3 separate regions of the Zea mays genome follow, and regions 2 and 3 are each linked to region 1. A link is a contact called in public Hi-C data. All regions are on one chromosome and are shown on one strand. The core of a region is the stretch at or near the end of the contact, and the rest is flanking DNA. Distances in the headings are between cores, read along the strand shown.

What was found. Hi-C and Micro-C count contacts between places; a contact is called where the count stands out from the background.
Region 2: a Hi-C map of ear shows a contact between it and region 1, with 4 times the contacts expected there. The contact joins the promoter of LOC103635321 here to the promoter of LOC100281972 in region 1. A contact is called at or near these places in 2 of 25 Hi-C or Micro-C datasets (ear and endosperm).
Region 3: a contact with region 1 is called in a Hi-C map of ear, with 2.6 times the contacts expected there. The contact joins the promoter of LOC103635328 here to the promoter of LOC100281972 in region 1. A contact is called at or near these places in 2 of 25 Hi-C or Micro-C datasets (ear and leaf).

Annotation. Positions count from the first base shown.
Region 1 is chr8:70,191,582-70,195,110 of Zm-B73-REFERENCE-NAM-5.0, reverse strand. It overlaps LOC100281972 (ubiquitin-conjugating enzyme E2 N), which reads right to left and starts at 1,955. Exons shown (of 8, transcript NM_001154889.2): 1 at 1,791-1,955; 2 at 1,627-1,654; 3 at 1,394-1,480; 4 at 557-615. The coding sequence starts at 1,826.
Region 2 is chr8:69,279,269-69,282,797 of Zm-B73-REFERENCE-NAM-5.0, reverse strand. It overlaps LOC103635321 (mucin-19), which reads left to right and starts at 1,563. Exons shown (of 1, transcript XM_008657804.3): 1 at 1,563-3,348. The coding sequence starts at 2,033. The coding sequence ends at 3,097.
Region 3 is chr8:69,623,661-69,627,189 of Zm-B73-REFERENCE-NAM-5.0, reverse strand. LOC103635328 (golgin candidate 5) reads left to right here and starts at 1,621. Exons shown (of 19, transcript XM_008657809.4): 1 at 1,621-2,375; 2 at 3,070-3,529. The coding sequence starts at 2,231.

The DNA.
Region 1 (3,529 bases), core at 706-3,205:
TGGTTAGCTTTCGATTTGACAAATTGTCAAACCAGGAGGGGCAATGACTACCTTTGGCCTTCAATCAGACCTGCCTCTGAATATACAGTGAAATTACTCAATATATGAAGACAGGAAGAGACAGCTAGCCTACAGCAAAATGGAAGAGAGGGGGGGGGGGGGTGGTGGCCCTGGGCTTTATTAAGTAACATAACATAAATATGTTCTTGATAGGACTTTGAAGTTAATCAAGCAGAATTAGATATGTCAAATGGTTGTAGTTCGGAAATAGAAGGGCAGGGTGCAGTGGTGAGAGCTATCTCACTGAGGTGGTACCAGGTCAGAGTTCGAAGTAGTGTGTCCGCATTTGCGGGAAAAAGGCTTTGTCTCGGTTTATCCCTTCACTAGACCCTACTCATATGGGAGCCTAAGACATTGGTTCTGCCCAGTTGTAGTTAGGAAATAAACCACAATTCGTATCAATTGAGATAAATGAATGCTAAAGCACATATAACATGGAAACATAAATGTCAATTAATGATTTAATTAACAAATTCATGATTGATCAAAAAATTACTTTTGGGGCAGCCATTGGATATTCCTCAGGCAAGAATAGTTCAAGCTTGAAAACTCCACCTGTTCAACATATAAACAGACTAAACTATATCAGGCGTCCAGGAACAAATGAATAAGCACAAGAAGGTAACACGAAATCATTATATGGGAACTTGTCGCTATTTGCATCCCTAATAACTATCTACACACCTCTTATTTCACCTATTTTGTATTGAACAGAGAAGACGGTGAAGAATCTTTTGCATTATAAGAATATCAATAAATTGAATGATAGCTAGATTTAATGGGATTCTGTCATGGGCAGATTAGTCAATATGCCACCAGTATGAACCTAACAAGAGTCAAAACTTTTGCCCCTAATCATATGTATAAGTGAGTAGGTACTTCTGGTTGGACATACTTCTTTAGATACCCGAAAGCAGACTGATAAAACCAGGTCCACTAAGAGGTGTAGACTCTAGAGTCTTGAACTGGCACTTGGCACAGATGAATGGATATGAATATATGAAGGTTCCTGTTTAGTGCCTTATATCCATACCGATGACGCGATGAACCACTTGTACTCTGCTACTAGACCATGTTGGTAATCCATCTATGCTAATTCACTGTTCATTCATGAATTCTCCATGAAACAACGAGGCGTATGGCTGCATAAGGATAAGAGAACACACTAACAAGTAACAGCAATGATGATTGTCTACAAAACACATCAACACTACAAACGGGGCTCACAATATCGAATGCACATGCAACAGTGTAAACATTACAGCATTAGAAGCTCACAGACTATCCATACAAAAATACGCCAAGTAAAGCCAACCATAAATGAGGGGAACACCTTCATAGGGTGACTGCGCGGGGCCAAGGATCATGACATTGAAGTACCGCATATTCTCCTCCGACGGCGACGCGCTAATCCCCGGTGCTGCACGCGTGAGGAGGAGAAGAAGAAAAGCAAAATCAGACAGCATGCGCATGCTAGAGAACCGAGACCAGCGCAGTAGCAGCAGACTAAGAATTGCACCAAAATGGCAAAATTCCGAGAGAGCTCGCGCGGAACTAGTCAGACACCTGGTTCGCTGAGAAGCCGCTGCGTCTCCTGCACAGATTCAAATCCGAAACAGGTTAACCATCAGCAGATATGAGCAGATAGAGCATCCGATTCTACAGAGCAGAAGAGCAACACAATAGATCTAGCGAGAGCGGAGAGGGTGCGACCAGCTCGCGAGGCGGACCTTGATGATTCGGCGCGGGAGATTGCTGTTGGCCATGGAACCGAACTGGTTGCGCAGGGCTAGAGAGGGCGGGGATTGCCTCAAGCTTCACGCGCCGCTGGGGAGGTGGACGAGACGAGACGACAGACGAAGGTCAAACGAGCCGTCAGGCTATCCGCAGGATTCACCTAAATTTATCTCACTATATCTCACTTTTGTGCCAAATCAGCTAGATTTTACCTATATTTTTTCATGCCCCACAGCAGTTCCCTATATATTCTTTCCCTATACTATACCCCACTACAATTCTAAAATATCATTATCCAACTCTATTCATTATTTATTACCATTTTTATTCTACTATTAAATAATGAGTAGCACTCTGCAAGTGAAGGGTGCTACATCACTCCCCTTGATCTAGCTGACTTCAAACACTCACACTACCATTGTTTCGTGTAGGGGCATTTTAGCGTCGACCGTTGCACCCGTAGAGCGCACATACGCGTGCACAGGGAAAGGGGAGGGGCGGCTCGCGGTTGCCGCTGCGGGTAGTCTCAATCGGTCGGTTGAATGGGGCACTAGAGGGTGTCCACTAGCGTCATCTATATTCTAGTCTATAGGTCTGTTTGGTTCGGCTTTTTTCTCAGGAGATTTTCTGAAAAGCGGGCTATGAGGAGAATCTGTCTGTTAATGGTTTGGATTCATAGGGTAAGGATGAGGGGTATGTTAACAACCGGAAGACTTACAATTACAATGACGGGTACATCTGGCAAAAAACGACATTCTGCAATGAATCCAGGTGGGGATCCCCTCCCCTCGTTGACAGTGAAAAAACAATCGGGAGCAAAACATCGTGGATGCTACTGATCTTCTTTCCAAGACAAGCATGGCATGAACATGATTTTCATGAAGTGCGCAAGGGTTTTAACTTGTTTTTGCAACTAGAACCATTTCTTCGTTTTCCGCAACGAACATGCCTAATACACTACTTTAGGTCCAAAACTCATGTTTTGGGGTGGTTTCGCGCAATTTCGTTGCCGCACGTCACCCATTTCGAAAACAAGTGTCGGGGTGCATACAAAGCACGAGTTTTTCCCACTGGAACCATTTCTTCGTTTTTCCCAACGAACATGCCCAATCCACTACTTTAGATCCAAAACTCATGTTTGGGGTGGTTTCGCGCAATTTCGTTGCCGCACGTCACCCATTTCAAAAATGGGTGTCGGGGTGCATACAAAGCACGAGTTTTTGCCACCGGAACCATTTTTTCGTTTTTCGCAACGAACATGCCCAATCCACTACTTTAGGTCAAAAACTCATGTTTGGGGTGGTTTCTCGCAATTTCGTTGCCTCACGTCACCCATTCCAAAACGGGTGTCGGGGTGCATACAAAGCACGAGTTTTTGCCACCGGAACCATTTCTTCATTTTTCACAACGAACATGCCCAATCCACCACTTTAGGTCCAAAACTCATGTATTCTCTCTTCATCCTAGTATATGGGAAATAGTGGAAAACGAGATGCATTTTGATAGTAGTGATAATCTAGTTTTTATTAATGAGCAAATAAAAAAAATGCCTAAGCTACTATTGTTTTGTTAGCATCTATATGTAGGGATGAATACAATAAAGTCAGCGGCTTGGACAATGCCATTCAAATATGGGATACCCTCAAAATATCTCACGAGGGTAATGATGCCACCATGATTACCAAGATAGAACCGATGGAAGGTGAGCTTGGGAGATTCGCCATGAAAAGAG
Region 2 (3,529 bases), core at 314-2,813, 910 kb after region 1:
ATTCATAAAAATATTGTAGCTTCGACCGTAAATTAGAAATAAGTTACCAATATTAATAAATAGTTTATAAAAAGATAATCCTAAGTTCCCACATGGAGATAATCTTAAGTCCCACAAGAAAATGATAAAGTCTATTATTTTGATATAAATTTAGACATTATTTCAAAGATTTTGGCCTAAAAATATGTTTAAACAAAAATGTGTTGTACAACAAAGTTATAGATCTCTTCGAGCTCTACAATTTTCATATAAACTTTATCTTCATCCGATTTCATATGTAAAAGTTATGATTTTATAACTATATTATTATACAGAAAAAGAAAAAACGGTACCCGAATTTCGGGTACCCGTATCCGACCCGAATCCGAAGCTATACTATCCGGGTATTACACGTATCCGTCCCGAATATAAAAATACTCGTACCCGTATCCAAAAAATATTCCCGAATCAGTACCCATATCCTATACCCGTTTCGAATACCCTGCCCGTTTTCACCCCTAACGAGGGCCGGCTGCTTCAGGACCAATACCGACGCAAGCATCAGTATCGGTTGCAGTTGCAGCTATCACATGCTTGTAGAGGGCATTAATACCAGCTGCTGCATGGTCTCGTCTACCAATAGTCATGTCAACTCTGTCATCATGGCTTTTTCTTTCTCCTTGTTGTTTGGGTGTTTCACGTCGTCGTCAAGAACAGATAGTGTCTACCGGACCGTCATCAAGAAAGAAACACACAACCATCTCTTCTTAAGCATACTGTTTAGTTTGTTAGTGCAAGTCGGTCTTAATCGTAATTGTTATGGTGCCTATGCATGTTTAGATATTGTATAATACTGATTCGTTTTTTTTGTTTAAGCATGTCGTCATGGTTATTCTTTATTTTTTGGATTAAATCAAAACCAAGCAATCGCCCAACACTTATGTGGTGTTTGGTTTTAGAGACTAATTTTTAGTCCCTCCAATTTATTCCACTTTAGTCACTAAATTGTCAAATATGGAAACTAAAATAGAGTTATAGTTTCCATATTTTGCAATTTATAAACTAAAGTGTAATGAAATGTAGGGACTAAAAATTAGTCCCTAGTAACCAAACACTACCTTAGTCACGTTGCTTCCATTTTACCGCCCGCTAGTGTTCTGTAAAGCGCTGCATGAGCCTGCTCATCTTCCTCTGACGTGTTAGCTCAACCTCTATCCCCTCTTCCCCATCAGAAATGCCTCCCATTCCCCATCAGAGGAGAACAATAGCTTTGTGTTCCTCGCTACTCCTTTCGCCTCCTCCACGTTGCTGTCTTCTACTTCCTTTCTATCCCCTTCCGTGCTGTTAACATGCTGTTCTTCCCACCAAACGAAACGATTCTTCTTCCTCCGCACCCGATCGATCACCCCAGTGCAAGACCAATAATGCAGCGGGCGATGGATGTGAGGTGGATGAGTGGTGGTCGGAGCGATCGGGATCGTGCGGCCGTACACCCGCGCAGGCACGGATCGCTATCAGCGGGGGCGTCCGGGACGAGGCGCCGGACAGAGGAGCACCCACCCACCCACCCACTCCGACTCGACTCGACTCCCTCTGCTCTCTGGCGTCCCCATCTGGCTGTAAGATTCATGAGGCAGGCAGCGATCGCAGTCGCAGGCAGCTGCCCAAGGACGGTGCCGCACATGCCACGGGCATGCTTGCCCCATATGGTACCCTGAGCCCGGCGGCAGCCTTGCTCATCGCTTTGCTTGTCCCCCTCCCTTTTGATCCCAGTAAAACGTTTCCCGCTTAAGCTCGTCGCACTGTTCCTGTCGCTCGCCGCTCAGTCGCTCCCGCGTTCTTCTTTTTACTGCGCCAGTTAAAGGCCACCGCCGCCGTACACGTGCTGTGCTACCTACTTAAACGAGCCACAGGGAGGGCGGCAGCTGGGCTTGAGTGGCTGACTGCGCATGCGGATCCGCTCGGCTGCGCGCGCGGGCAATCAGAGCCGCGGCACAGAGCATTCAATTCACTCGGGGTCGGTGGATCAGCTCAGCGTGGCGGCGACCTTGAGATGAGTCGCGCGGCGCAGACAGGAGGAGCCGGGGCCGGGGGCGGAGGCGCGGCGAGGCTCAAGGCGTCGCCGCGTGCGCTCTTCTCCTGCGGCATCTTCAGCACCTGCACGCACCCTGCGCTGAGCCCGACGGCGACGCCCAACAACAATGTGGTGTCGGGGAGCGGTGGCGGCGGCTCGGGCACGCCCTGCGCCGAGGCGTCGACCGCGTTGCCGGTGACGGTGGAGGCTGCGGCGGCGGCGTCGTCCACGCCACCGCCTCCGCAGCGGCAGCCGCACCACCAGCGGGCGCAGCGGAACGTCGGGCCGTCGTCGTCCTCCTCCTCGTCGTCCTCGTCCGCGTCGCAGAGCTTCACGCAGTGGAGGCTGCCGGTGCACCACCCGCAGCAGTCGCAGGCGCCGGCGTCGGCGTCCTCGAGCGGGGGGGACGCGCTGCTGGGCGCGGAGGAGAAGTTCGCGGCGGGGGAGGTGGTGGCGGCGCTGCGGGCGGTGGAGCGGGAGATGGAGGCCGCGGCGAGGCCGGTGCCGGCGGGGGTGGTGGCCGGGGTGGTCGCGGCGGTGCGGGAGCCGTTGACGGCGCCGGCGCGGCTGGCCGCCAAGGCGCTGCTCGCCGTGCTGCTGGAGGAGGGGAACCGGGAGGCGGCGGTGGAGGCCGGCGCGGCGTCGGCTGCCGTGGAGGCGGTGGCGGCGTCCGGGCCGGCGGGGGCCACGGCCGAGCGGGCGCTGGCCGCGCTCGAGCTGCTGTGCACGGCCCCCGGCGGCGCCCCCGCGGTGCGCAGGGAGGCCCTGGCCGCGCCGGTGCTGGCGCGCGCGGTGGAGGGCATGGCCGGCCGCGGCCGGGAGTGCGCCATCGGCGTCCTGGCCGCCATCTACGGCGCTGGCGGTGAGGATGATCGGGGGGCCTCGTCCTCGCCGCCTCCGCCGCCGGAGGTGGTGAAGGCGGTTGTGGCGGCGATGCAGGGCGAGTGCAGCGCGCGTGGGCGGCGCAAGGGCGCGCAGCTGCTGCGCGCGCTGCAGCAGGCCGGCCGCCTCGGGCTCGCGTGGGACGGCGTCGGCGACCAGTGAGCCTCAGCGTGGCGTGGGACCCTGGTCGCAGTGACCAGTGCGATGGATTAGGTAGTTGCTGTGGGACCTAGGCTACTGAAGCGTGGGCCCGAGTGAGGACGGGCGGGGAGCAGTGTATTTTGGCTTTGCAAACGGTGGATGGGCTGATTTGATTGGTATGTTGTGGTGGTCACCTTTTGTAGCCTGTGATTTGTACTATCTTCCTCGTGGAAATTTATCGCGCGGCGCGTCTGCCCTCTTGCCCTCTGACCTCCACCTGGCTCCATATACGGCTGGTTCCCTTTGTTTACTGCGCCTGGTTTTCACGGAAAAAAAATGGTATCCGGGCCTGCCCATATCCATATCCTCTGGGCTCTGGCTGCCTGCCAGTCTATCCGATGTCCATGCTCCATCCACTACACCAACTATTTTGGATCGGGTTCACAATAACGC
Region 3 (3,529 bases), core at 372-2,871, 570 kb after region 1:
GGCGCGCGCACTGGCTGGTGGATGCTGGAGGTTACAAACTTAATTCGGTGGGGGATTTGGGATTTGTGTGGGATGGTGGCGGGAAATGGCCGAGACCTCACTCACCATAGAGAGCGTGCCATGTGGCTTCCTCTCATCCTTTGGATAGGCTTATCCCGGATTCCCGACCTCCTGATTCTGCGGCGAGCTGACTTGGCAATACCAACATGGAGCCCGGTTGCGGTCGATTAGACGATTACTTTTTTTTCCATTTCTTTTTTAAGGTTCTCTTGCGCTTCTGCAGTTTTTGCTTGTCCATCTGCAGCCTGATGCAACCGTTTTCAGGCAAACGCCAAACGGGTCCAAAACCTCTGTTGGGTTGGGTCTCAACAAGACAAGGGGTTTCGGGCCGAGAGACCCCATGCGAGACTCGTCGACAAGGTCCGTACGGCCCACGCTGACAACAATGTATGACGCACCAGTCAGTATCTAATTTTTCTATTTAAAATTAGTTATTTAATTCGAACGACTAACTTTAAAAAAGTGTAACATAGTTAGTCATGAACCAAACAAACATGATTGAAGGGGTATTAGATAACGCTCCATTTTCTATAAGTCCATATTCTATTACAGGGTAACAAATTATGTTGTGGCTCAAACAAACATGATAGTGTCGTTTGGTTTGCGAAAATGTAATGTAAATGACAGTGTTAATGGTTTACACTTAAGTACTGGCAGCAATAAGATTGAATAGGTCAGTATCAGTTTCTAGTATAGTATCTGATTAGAGTAACAAACATAGCTTAACGTTATCAGTTATCCATCACGTTATAAATATGTGACCAAATAACATCATAGTATAATCAGTTGCTGTTGTAATCAGACCACATTACATTTTATGAACTAAACAACACCTTAGTCAAGAAAATGTTAAAAACGGGCTTAAGGGCCTGTTTGTTTACCCCAATGGATTATATAATCTGGATTATTTTTTGAGGATTATATAATCTGGATTATATAATTTGGATTATATAATCTGAGTAGTCCTGTTTGTTTACCCAGATTATCTGGCGTGTTTCTGCTGGGCGGCGGGCTTCTCCGATCCGATAGGCGCAAAAACGATTCGGTAGATTATAATGGCAATGGTGGGTAATTTCTAGGAAACTTGAAAGGGTAGTGGGAAAGTGGGAAAAAATAATCTGAAATAAGCACCTCATCACTTGCTTATGGATTATCATAATCCAATGGGTTAGATTATATAATCTGGGCAAATAAGAGCATCTCCAAGAGCTCTCCATAAAACGACTCCTCAAAATCAGTTTTAAGGGACATCTAAATAATAAGTGGGGGTAAATTTTAATCCTTTCTCCAACAGATCCCTTAAAGCAGCAGTTTGTTTCTAGGGAGCCAAAAAACCCCTCATTTGTAGCTACAAATGAGGAAGTTTTAAGGGCTATGAAAAAGTTGGGAACGCTTTAGGGGAACTGTTGGAGACATGTTTTTGTGTTTTTCCCTAAAAAAATAGATTTAGGGGAGACTTCAGGGGAGTTTTTGGAGATGCTCTAAGCTAGACTGTTTGTTTGACTCTTAGGATTATTTAATCCAGATTATATAATCAGGCCCTAAATCTCAATTTTGTTTGCATTCAGCCGAAGTCCACAACTTCGGTAGCATTCGGGCGAAACGCCGCAGACGGGACCTCCGCAGGCCCAGCGCACCTCCCCGCGGATAGATGGTTCTTCTTCGTTCAGGCCGAGATCCACTGCTCACTGCACCGAGCCGAGCGCAGGTTAGGCGGGCGCGCGATCACCGAAGCCGACGCGGCGCCCGCACGCGCCAACGGCCGAACGCACTCTCTCTCTCTCTCTCTCTCTCTCTCTCTCTCCCCTCTCCGTTGTGCTCCCCGACCCAACCCTACGCGCTCCTGCCGCCCCCCCGCAGGCCGCAGCTACATCTCTCCTCCCACCTCGCCAGTCGCCACCGCGCGGTGGGAGCTCGCTGAAGTGCTTCCCCCCGCTTTGCGGCAGCGTCAGCTCAGACCCCTTGCCCGCGCTCTCGTTGTCTGGCGGGCTCAGCTGGTTTGGTCAGCGTGGCGAGGTTGTCCTGGCCAGATCCTGCTCCCGCCCGCGCACGACTGGGTGTGGGCGGTGGATTGGCTGCGCGGGTCATCAGATCTATGCCGGAGATCTAGGGCGCCAGGTGCCGAGGTGGAGGCCGTGAGCCGGTGGCGATCGGAGGGCCGAGGACAGGGATGGCGTGGTGGTCCGGGAAGGTGTCGCTCGGCGGCCTGCAGGACATCGCTGGAGCCGTCAACAAGATCAGCGAGAGCGTGAAGAACATCGAAAAGAACTTCGACAGCGCGCTCGGCCTAGAGGAGAAGCGTGACGATGAAGATGGTACGTACGACGCTAATGCTACAATCCTCTGTCCTGCAATTCGCCTAGTTCAGTGTATTAACATTGGTGCATGGTTGCCTGTGTATTAACATTGTTACTGTTGATATGACACTGATGGGTTGGTCAATGGTGTTCAATTAATATTTGATCCATGCATGTGGAGGATGGCTTGTGTTTAATTGATTATTATCACTTGGTTTTCACAACAAAAAACGCTTACCATTGATTCAATTTCCATAGTCCAAATTCAGTCCATTAGTTTGTTGAAGTCTGTACTATTGATTGGTTTAGGCATATTTCAAACTTCTTTCCTCTTACAAGTATTGGAACTGTAACACCTTTTCATTCTGTCTGAGTTGCAGAATTTGTAGGACCAATTTGATTAGGCTATGCATGCCTGTTTTTCACTGTTTGCTAGTGCTGTCCTTAGAAACCGGGAACCAGGAACTTGGCCACGTTCCTCATTCCGGGGACGTTCCGTTCCGGGAATGTGGGAACAATCACGTTCCCGTAGTGTTAAATCCTAGTTTAGTAACGTACTGCGTACCACGTTCCCGTTTCTCGATCCCATCGATCCGGGAACCTGGTTAGTGGTTACTAAGGTGCTGTCTAAGAGCTTCGCATTGGAAGCATTGGTTTTTGTTTACATGGGCATCTAGGTGCTCAAATAAAATGTTTTTTTTCTGTAATGCAGCATCAGGATCACAGACATCCAACTCTGATAGAATAGGATTCTTCAATCCTGTCATGGCTTTCATGGGACACAATGGTGAGGAGGATGGCACTGAAGTATCAGAAAAGCCACAATCTCTGAAGAATCTGTCAGCAGAGGAAGGAATTAATAGCACACCAACTAAGAAACATATATCTGAGGTAGATCCTTCGGAAGTATCAGGAACAACATCTCCAAAACTGCCTTCAAAATCGGAAGAAGTTCATAGTATTTCCAATGGGTCACCTGTTTCTAAGGCAGATGTTTCTGAGCAATCCATAACACCACAAACTCCAACACATCCTTCAGTAGCAGAAGAAAAGCTTGATAGCTCTACTGAGGCACCTGCATCTAAGGTGGGTGATGCTGAAGCATCAGAAACATCACAATCTGCAGGACATCCTTCAACAGTGGAAGAAAACCAGCACCATCAAGTTAGCAA